Regions from separate parts of the Callithrix jacchus genome. Here region 1 is linked to region 2. A link is a contact called in public Hi-C data. All regions are on one chromosome and are shown on one strand. The core of a region is the stretch at or near the end of the contact, and the rest is flanking DNA. Distances in the headings are between cores, read along the strand shown. Region 1 overlaps LOC108593706 (a long non-coding RNA gene). Region 2 holds the start of SLN (sarcolipin).

What was found. A called contact is a pair of places that touch in the nucleus more often than the background predicts.
Region 1: a Hi-C map of skeletal muscle shows a contact between it and region 2, with 5 times the contacts expected there. The contact joins the enhancer-like site here to the promoter of SLN in region 2. A contact is called at or near these places in 2 of 3 Hi-C or Micro-C datasets (both in skeletal muscle).

Annotation. Positions count from the first base shown.
Region 1 is chr10:7,580,263-7,584,936 of calJac240_pri, forward strand. The region is part of intron 2 of LOC108593706 (a long non-coding RNA gene); the gene reads left to right. Among named protein-coding and RNA genes, the nearest start is that of SLN, 43 kb to the left of the region's middle. Within about 2 kb of position 2,544, at least 1 of the 16 cell types and tissues checked has an H3K27ac peak or open chromatin away from gene starts, as enhancers often do. A contact at or near this core is called in skeletal muscle, where this site is marked.
Region 2 is chr10:7,537,148-7,541,439 of calJac240_pri, forward strand. SLN (sarcolipin) reads right to left here and starts at 2,606. Exons shown (of 4, transcript XR_013523003.1): 1 at 2,522-2,606; 2 at 944-1,234.

The sequences.
Region 1 (4,674 bases), core at 1,294-3,793, 43 kb after region 2:
CCGTATTTTACAACTTCACCAGGTAACTCTGACCCTCCTACCAGATTATTGCAGAAGCTACATAAACCTTTACCCTCAAAGATATCCACTGAAAGATCCTTTGCCCTGCATTTCAACTCTCCAACCCTGGAAGTGTGGGGAGATGGGAGAGAGTAGGGAACACACGAAGACTGGGTTATCTGACTTCTCCATTGTTAACTGTCCCTTACTTCAGCCAGCCACCCTGCTTTTGTCCCACTGACTTGAGGCTTTCTTTCTGCATTTCAACAGAGACATAATGACCTACCCATGGCAATATCTAAAAGCAATGTATCTGGAAGTCCCCTTGCCCCTCCACCCCACCGCTGGAGCCTGGCCTTCCACCCAGACTGAGTTTTCCGTTTCATACCAGGTCATAATCACTTTGAATCTCCTCAAAGATTTCTCATGAATGTAATGTTAGTACTTCAAATGGCAGAAGTGTTCTCTCATTTCTGTGGCATCCCCCAGTTGAGCCAGAAGAGACGGCCAGCAGCTCTGCTTATTCACCATCAAATCTGGAATCAGAACTGGATTCTGTTAGCCTCTGTTCCTTAGCAGCAATGATTGAATTCTCATTTGACCTATGATTTTTAGGAAATTTTATCAATTTTAGACTTTTTTTTTTTTTTTGAGACGGAGTCTCTCTCTGTCACCTAGGCTGGAGTGCAGTGGCATGATCTGAGCTCACTGCAACCTCTGCCTCCTGGGTTCAAGCAATTCTTGTGCTTCAGCCTCCTGAGTAGCTGGGTCTACAGACATGCACCACCACACCTGGCTAATTTTGTGTATTCAGTAGAGATGGGGTTTCACCGTGTTGGCCAGGCTGGTCTCAAACTCCTGGCCTCAAGCGATCTGCCCGCCTCAGCCTCCCAGAGTGCTGGGATTACAGGCGTGAGCTATCGTGCCCAACCTATTTTATACATTTTAACTCTGCTGCTTCTACTCATTAGCAATTGATCTTGGACTAGTTAAAGTCCTACAATCTCTATTTTTTTTAGGTCTCACCTCATGTAGTAATTGTGAAAATTAAATAACACAACATGCAAAATCATCTATGAGATTTGTTGTTGTACAAAGTAAGTATAATCTAGAGGCAGCATAGTGTGTAGTCAAATGTCAATCAGCTTCTGCTGCTTAACAAACTCTCCCAGAGCTCAGTGGCTTCAAACAACATAATTGATTTACTTTATGTTTTTGTGGGTTGGCAATTTGGGCTGCAGTCAGCTGAAGAGTTCTGGGAGTTGTCTACTGCTAACACGTGTCTCTCATAAGCCAGCAGGGTAGTCTAGGCTTGTTCACATGGCAGCAGGCTGGGTCTCAAGGGTCATATAAGAAGCGTGTATGGGATGGTTTGGATCTGTGTCCTCACCTATATCACATGTTGAATTGTAGTTCCCAGTGCTGGAGGGGAGGCCTGGTGGAAGGTGGTGGGGTCATGGGAGAATATTTCTCACAAATGGTTTAGTATCATCCTCTTGGGACTGTCCTCCCAATAGTGAGTGAGTTCCTGTGAGATGCGGTCATTTAAAAATGTGCAGAACCTTCTGACTACTTATGATCGTCATGGCAGACGGGAGGTAGGACTAGATCGCAGCTGTGACTTGAATGGACAGAGCAGTGTATGGAGGCTTGCATGGTGAATTTAAGCTGCAGAAGGACTGCAAGAACAAACCAGGAACCCCAGGAAGACCCACGGACCCTCTGAGGGAAGCAGACTGCTCCTGCAGGACCAGGGAGACACCCTAAACACTGTGCCCAAATTGTGGAAGTGGGAAAGGGAGATCCTCCACTCCTGAACACACACCCCCACTGGGGAAACTGAAGGTCTAGTTTCTGAGAGAATTTTCCAACCATACCTGGAGCTGAGTCAATTTAGAGAGCCAAGCAAAATACAGGGGTAGAGGAAGCAGCAAGAAAGGTCCTGGGAGCTCGCTGGGTCTCCCAGAAGCGCACTCCTGCCTGGCACCACAAAGATCCTTCAGGAGGGTGGACCGAGGTGCAGGAGGAAAACACCACGGGGAGCAGGAAGTCCCTGGGTGAACTTTGTAACAATTTGAACCCTGTGAGAAGCCTCCTGGCCAGAACTCAGGGGAGGGTGCAAATCTGGTGTGCAGACTCCACAGGTGGAGGAAGAACCAAAGGCCTTTACTTTTGCTACTGGGAGGCGGGTAACCTGGGGCAAGTTCTCAAGTCCTGCTTACCCACTGCCTGGAAACAGACTCAGGGCTGTTGAGAGGGGCACAGTGGGAGTGAGACCGACCCTTTGGATTATGTGGGAGCTGAGTGAGGCCTGTGGCTGCCAGCTTTCCCACACTTCCCTGACAACCTACATGACTCAGCAGAGGCAGCCATAATCCTCCTAAGTAACAACTCCAGTGACCCGGGAGCCTCACCTCCATGCCTCACAGCAACTGCAGCAAGACCCACCCAAGGAGAATCTAGGCTCAGACACACCTAGCCCTGCCTCCACCTGACCAACCCTGGTAGCTAAAGACAAAGGGAAAATATTCTTGGGAGTTCTAGGGCCCTGCCCACCACCAGGTCCTCGCCATACTACCACAGCTGATGCTCTCTGGACCGTGCCAACATCCTCCAAGGGATTGGCAGGAGGCCAACCAGCACAAAAATAGACCGTTAAACCACCAAGGCTAAGAACCCTCACAGAGTCCATTTCACCAGCCTGCCACCTCCACCGGAACAGGTGCCGGTGTGCACGGCTGAGACCCACAGATGGTTCACATCACAGGACTCTGTGCAGGCATCCCTCAGGACCAGCCTGCTGCCTGGTAGACTTGCTGGTGGCGAGACCCAGAAGACAGATAGCAACAATCACTGCAGCTCAGCTCACAGGAAGCCACATCCATATGAAAGGGAGACTATATATTAAGGGAACACCCCATGGGACCAAAGAATCTGAACAACAGCCTTCAGCCCAAGACTTTCCCTCAGACAGAGCCTGCCTGACTGAGAAGGAACCAGAAGACCAACTCTGATAATATGACAAAACAAGGCTCCTTAACACCTCCCCCTCCCCCCAAAAAATCACACTAGATCACCAGCAGTGGATCCAAAACAAGAAGAAATCCCTGATTTACCTGAAAAAGAATTCAGGAGGTTAGTTATTAAGCTAGTCAGGGAGGCAGCAGACAAAGGTGAATTCCAATGCAAGGAAATCCAAAAACATGGCACAAGAAGCAAAGGGAGAAATATTTGAGGAAATCACATAAAGAAAAAGCAATCAAAGCTTCAGGTAACATTGGACACACTTACAGAAATTCAAAATGCTCTGGAAAGTCTCAGCAGTAGAATTGAAAAAGTAGAAGAAAGAAATTCAGAACTTGAAGGTCTGAATTAACCCAATCCAACAAAGATTTAAAAAGAGAGAGAATAAGAAAATATGAAAGCCGGGCCGGGCGCGGTGGCTCACGCCTGTAATCCCAGCACTTTGGGAGGCTGAGGCGGGTGGATCACAAGATCAAGAGATCGAGACCATCCTGGTCAACATGGTGAAACACCGTCTCTACTAAAAATACAAAAATTAGCTGGGCATGGTGGCGCGTGCCTGTAATCCCAGCTGCTCGGGAGGCTGAGGCAGGAGAATTGCCTGAACCCAGGAGGCGGAGGTTGCGGTGAGCCGAGATCGCGCCATTGCACTCCAGCCTGGGTAACAAGAGCGAAACTCCGTCTCAAAAAAAAAAAAAAAAGAAAGAAAGAAAGAAAAAAAAGAAAATATGAAAGCCTCCAAGAAGTCTGGGTTTATGTTGACCAAACTTAAGAATAATCAGTGTTCCTGAGGAAGAAGAGAAATCTAAAAGTTTGGAAAACATATTTGGGGAAATAAGGAAAACTTCCCACTCTTACTAGAGACCTAGACATCCAAATACAAGAAGCACAAAGAGCACCTGGGAAATTAATCGTAGAAAGTTCATCACCAAGGTGCAGTGTCATCAGGTTATCTACAGTGAAGATAAGGAAAGAATCTTAAGAGCTGTGAGACAAAGGCACCAGGTAGCCTGTAAAGGAAAACCTACCAGATTAACAGCAGATTTCTCAGCAGAAACCTTACAAGCTAGAAGGGATTGGGGCCCTATTTTTAGCCTCCTCAAACAAAACAATTATCAATCAAGAATTTTGTATCCAGCGAAACTAAGCATCATATCTGAAGGAAAGATACAGTCTTTTTCAGACAAATGCTGAGAGAATTCATCAGTAACAAGCCACGAACCACTACAAGAACTGCTAAAAGGAGCTCCAAATCTTGAAACAAATCCTGGAAACACATCAAAACAGAACATCTTTAGAGCATAAATCTCACAGGACCTAGAAACAATAATTTAAAAAGCAAAAATTTAAAAACTGAGGTACACGGGAAACAAACGGCTTGTTGAATGCGATGGTACCTCGCTTCTCAATACTAACATTGAATGTAAACGGCCTAAATGCTCCATTTAAAAGACACAGAATCCAGAACGGATAAGAACTCACCAGCTATCTGCTGTCTTCAGGAGACTCGCCTAACACAAGGATTCACATAAGCTTCAAGTGATGGAAAAAGACATTTCATGCAAAATTCCACCCCTCCCTCAAGCCTCTGTTCAAATGGTTCCTTTTCTCATGACTCTTCCTTGAGACAGGGTGTCGCTCTGTTGCTCA
Region 2 (4,292 bases), core at 1,356-3,855:
CTTGATTGAGCCTCAGAAAGAGAAAAAAGCGACTTAGGGCGAAAATGATAACACTAACCACAACATGTCAACTAGCACTTACTAAACATGCATCATCTTATTCAATTCCTTCAGCAACTCTGTGAGGGGGGTACAACATTCCTTTTCCACGGAGGAGAAAACTCGGCCCAGAGAGGCGGTGCCTTGACAAGTGGAAGAGTGTGTAAGTGTAGAGCTGAGATTTAAAGCCTTTGGACCCAGTCCCGAGCTCTAACCACTACACAAAAGCATCCTCTAGCCGAGGAGCCTTCACCTCCTTTTGATTGTGCGCCTTTATGGATAAAAAAGTTTACCACAATCACTGACAGAAAATGTATGTGTCTTAACAGACTATATGCAGGTGCGATTGTACTAATTTATCATGCATGTTTACAGCACACTAACATAAACATTTTAAAATACGAGGCCAGGTGCAGTGGCTCACACCTGTAATCCAAGCACTTTGGGAGGCTGAGGCAGGCGGATCACTTGCAGTCAGGGTTTTGAGATCAGTCTTGCCAACATGGTGAAACCCCATCTCTACACAAAATACAAAAATTAGCCAGGCATAGTGGCAGGTGCCTGTAGTCTGAGTCACTCAGGAGGCCGAGGCACAAGAATCGCTTGAACCCTGGAGGCAGAAGTTGCCGTGAGCCGAGATAGCACCGCTGTACTCCAGCCTGGTGACAGAGCGAGACTCCGTCTCAAAAAATAAATAAATAGAATATGAGGCACGAAGCAAGAGAAATTAAAAGTGTGCTTTGTTTGTCTGTTTTTCCACATTAGGAGACCGCTTTTCCCCGGTTCAGAGACCTCTGCAATGCCCTATTCTAAAAAAGAATGCCCTAAAATTTAGCTTCTGGTTTCACACTGAACCCTGGCAGGTGATCAATAAATCCGTGTTGAAAATATAGATGATTATTACCTGTGTCATTATCCACTTGTGGCACATGTGATTTTTGTCTCACTAACTAAATTTGAAATTCAAAGGCACAATTGTTGTAATTTTTGTTTGTCTGTGTAGCTGTGCCCCGAACCAGTGAAGAAGCAGAGTAGATGCTCCAAACTGCATAGCAGGAGCAGGTTGAGCCTCCATCACTTCACATCCCTGCTGACATCCAGGCGTGTCTAAGCATGGCAGACATTAGTGGGGAAGTCAAGGTCAGCATCACAGCTGTTCATACATGGACCTCAGAGCATCCCAGGAGAGAAACTCCTGTGAAGGGAAATGAATCAAAAATCAAGAAATGAATCACACATGGGGCCAGGTGTGGTGGCTCACACCTGTAATCCCAGAACTTCGAGAGGCCAAGGTGGGCAGATCGTCTAAAGTCAGGCATTCCAGACCAGCCTGGTCAATGTGGTGAAATCCCACCTCTACTAAAAATACAAAACAAAACAAAAAAATCAGCCAGGCGTGGTGGTACACACCTGTAGTCCCAACTACTTGGGAGGCTGAGGCAGGAGAAATGCTTGAACCCAGGAGGCAGAGGTTGCAGTAAGCCAAGGTGGCGCCACTGCACTCCAGCCTGGGTGACAGAGCAAGACTCTGTCTCAAAAAAAAAAAAAAAAGATACACAAGGGTCAGCAACAGGGAGAATATACTATGCTTTCATAGCAGGGGATACACTTTCCCTGTGTTCAGTCCCATGAGAAGCAGATGCCAAGATGGACACATGGAGGGGAACATCACACACTGGGGCCTGTTTCGGGGTGTGGTGCTAGGGGAGGGACAGCATTAAGAGAAATACCTAATGTAGATGACGGGTTGGTGGGTGCAGCAAACCACCATGGCACTTGTGTTCCTATGTAACAAATCTGCACATTCTGCACATGTATCCCAGAACTTGAAGCATAATTTTAAAAAATAATAATAAAAGTAAAACATAATAAATTTTTTTTCAAAAAAGAAAAACGTATTAGGGGAAATGACTGAGACAAAAGAGGAGGGAGTGGGGAAACTGAGACAGTCATCAAACGGCAATCCCAGGTCTGACCCTAAGAGGAAAGAGGGAACGGAGACAGGAAGACGGGGCAGCAGCATCTTAGACTGCGGTGCTAAGCAAAGTCTGAAAGGCCATCAGGCAACCTCAAATCAAAGTTTCCTGTTACAGGTGTCCCGTGTCCCAGGGATAAGTCAGCCTTAGTGTTCCTCCCATGCTCAGTCACGGACTGGGAGCAGCCTGTGGGAAGCCCACCTCCATTACGGTGCAGTCAGTTCTGAGAGGCTCATTCTCATAGCCGCCACACTCACATTCTACCCATTCTGCTTCCCTAGAGCATGGCCGGGTAGGGGAGAGGGCTATGGGCAAAAGCTCAGTAACTGTTTGCTCTTTAACAATTGACTGCAACAGCGTGTAACCCTGAAGGGGAGACAGAGATTCTCCCTGCAAGGGTCGTCTCGCAGAGCTCAGCATATCCACGGAACCAGCGAGGTCATCTCCTTCAATGGAAGTGTCACGGACCCTGGCAGAAGCAGCAAGACTATCCAATAATTACTCACCTGCCATTTATACTAATCTCTGCAGGCCTCAGCAGCAGACAGCAGCACGAAGAGCCAGAGAAGAGCTCAGGAGCAAGAAAATGACAGGCTGTATGTGATAGGTGACAGTACTTGTTCATGAGCACACGTGAGCCACCCCGAAGTTGCTGGAAATAATCAGGAGGAACATTACAGCTGAATGCAGCCTTGCATAATAGGTGGGAGAAAGAGCCAAAAAAATATGTGTTACTCCTATTTATAATAACCCATTTTAAGTCCTGGATTGGTCAGGTGACACCTGTTAGCATCATTTGACTTGGAACCATTTAAACTCCTCTTCTCTGGAACAAGTATATTTCTGCTCTATAATAAGATTCTGTAAACAAATGGTTTTCTCCTAGCACATTAAACATAGTTACCGGGTGGGGGAAAAAAGAAGCAGCCAAAAATCTGTTTACTACTGGGCTAATACCATCTGCTCTCAGAACACTTCCAGATTTCAGATTGACTTCGTTATTTTTTGGACGGGAAATAAGAATTCAGCAGTCTTCTGATGTGCTGTTACTGAACCGTTCAGGGAGATTCCAGCCAGACACGCCCACTTGAAACATGCTGTTCCTTTGTGAATTTGATCAAGGGTATTTTCACTGAATCTCTTTTGGGAATCACTCCGAATACCACAATTGCAGTTACAGCAAGAATAATAAGGATCAGATAAAACCGCTTGTTCTCTGTGAACAGGTTCATTTGGCTTTAGCTTTTGGCTGTTACAGCAGGGAGAACAGAGTCCTGAAGAATCATGAACATCTGTCTCTGCTCTCTGTGTAAGTAACGAGAAAACTGGACTGCCTGTTTGCAGCCATGTGGAGGAAGATTAGCTGGATGTAAGCTCCAGGATAGGTTTCCTTTTGGATTAGGGAAGTGCCATCTCAGAAGGCAATCAGACACATGCTCCACAGGGTGGGGAGTAACCTAACCTTTTACACTTTTACAGTGAGAGAGGATGTGGAGTTGCCAGGGGCTAGTATTCTCGGAATTTGGGCAGCTTATCTTGGAGAAGTGGTTCAGGCCTACCCTATGTAACTTGCGTTTCATTGGTTCTTACCCCATTTGTCAGTGTAGAACAGAAAACCAAATACACACACCCCTCAGACCACCAACTCTATCTGTGTCATCACGGGGCATACCTCTTGTACAAAAAAACTCCAGTCAGGTCAGACATGATGGTATGTGCCTGTAATCCCAGCTATTCTGAAGGCTGAGGCAGGAGCATGTCCTAAGCCCAGGAGTACAAGGCCAGCCTGAGCAACATAGCAAAACCCTGTCTCTTAGGAAAAAACAAAAAAAAAGGCCAGGGCCAGGTACAGTAGTTCACGCCTGTAATACCAACATTTTGGGAGGCTGAGGCAGGTGGATCTCCAGAGATCAGGAGCTCAAGAGCAGCCTGGCCAACGTGATGAAACCTCATCTCTACTAAAAATACAAAAAATTAGCTGGGTGTTGTGGTAGACACCTGTAGTCCCAGCTACTTGGGAGGCTAAGGCAGGAGAACCGCTTGAACCTGGGAGGCAAAGGTTGCAGTGAGCTGAGATCATACCATTGCACTCCAGCCTGGGCAACAAGAGTAAAACTCCATCTTTTTTTTCTTTTTTTTTCTTTTTGAGATGGAGTTTCGCTCTTGTTACCCAGGCTGGAGTGCAATGGCGCGATCTCAGCTCACCACAACCTCCGCCTGCTGGGTTCAGGCAATTCTCCTGCCTCAGCCTCCTGAGTAGCTGAGATCACAGGCACG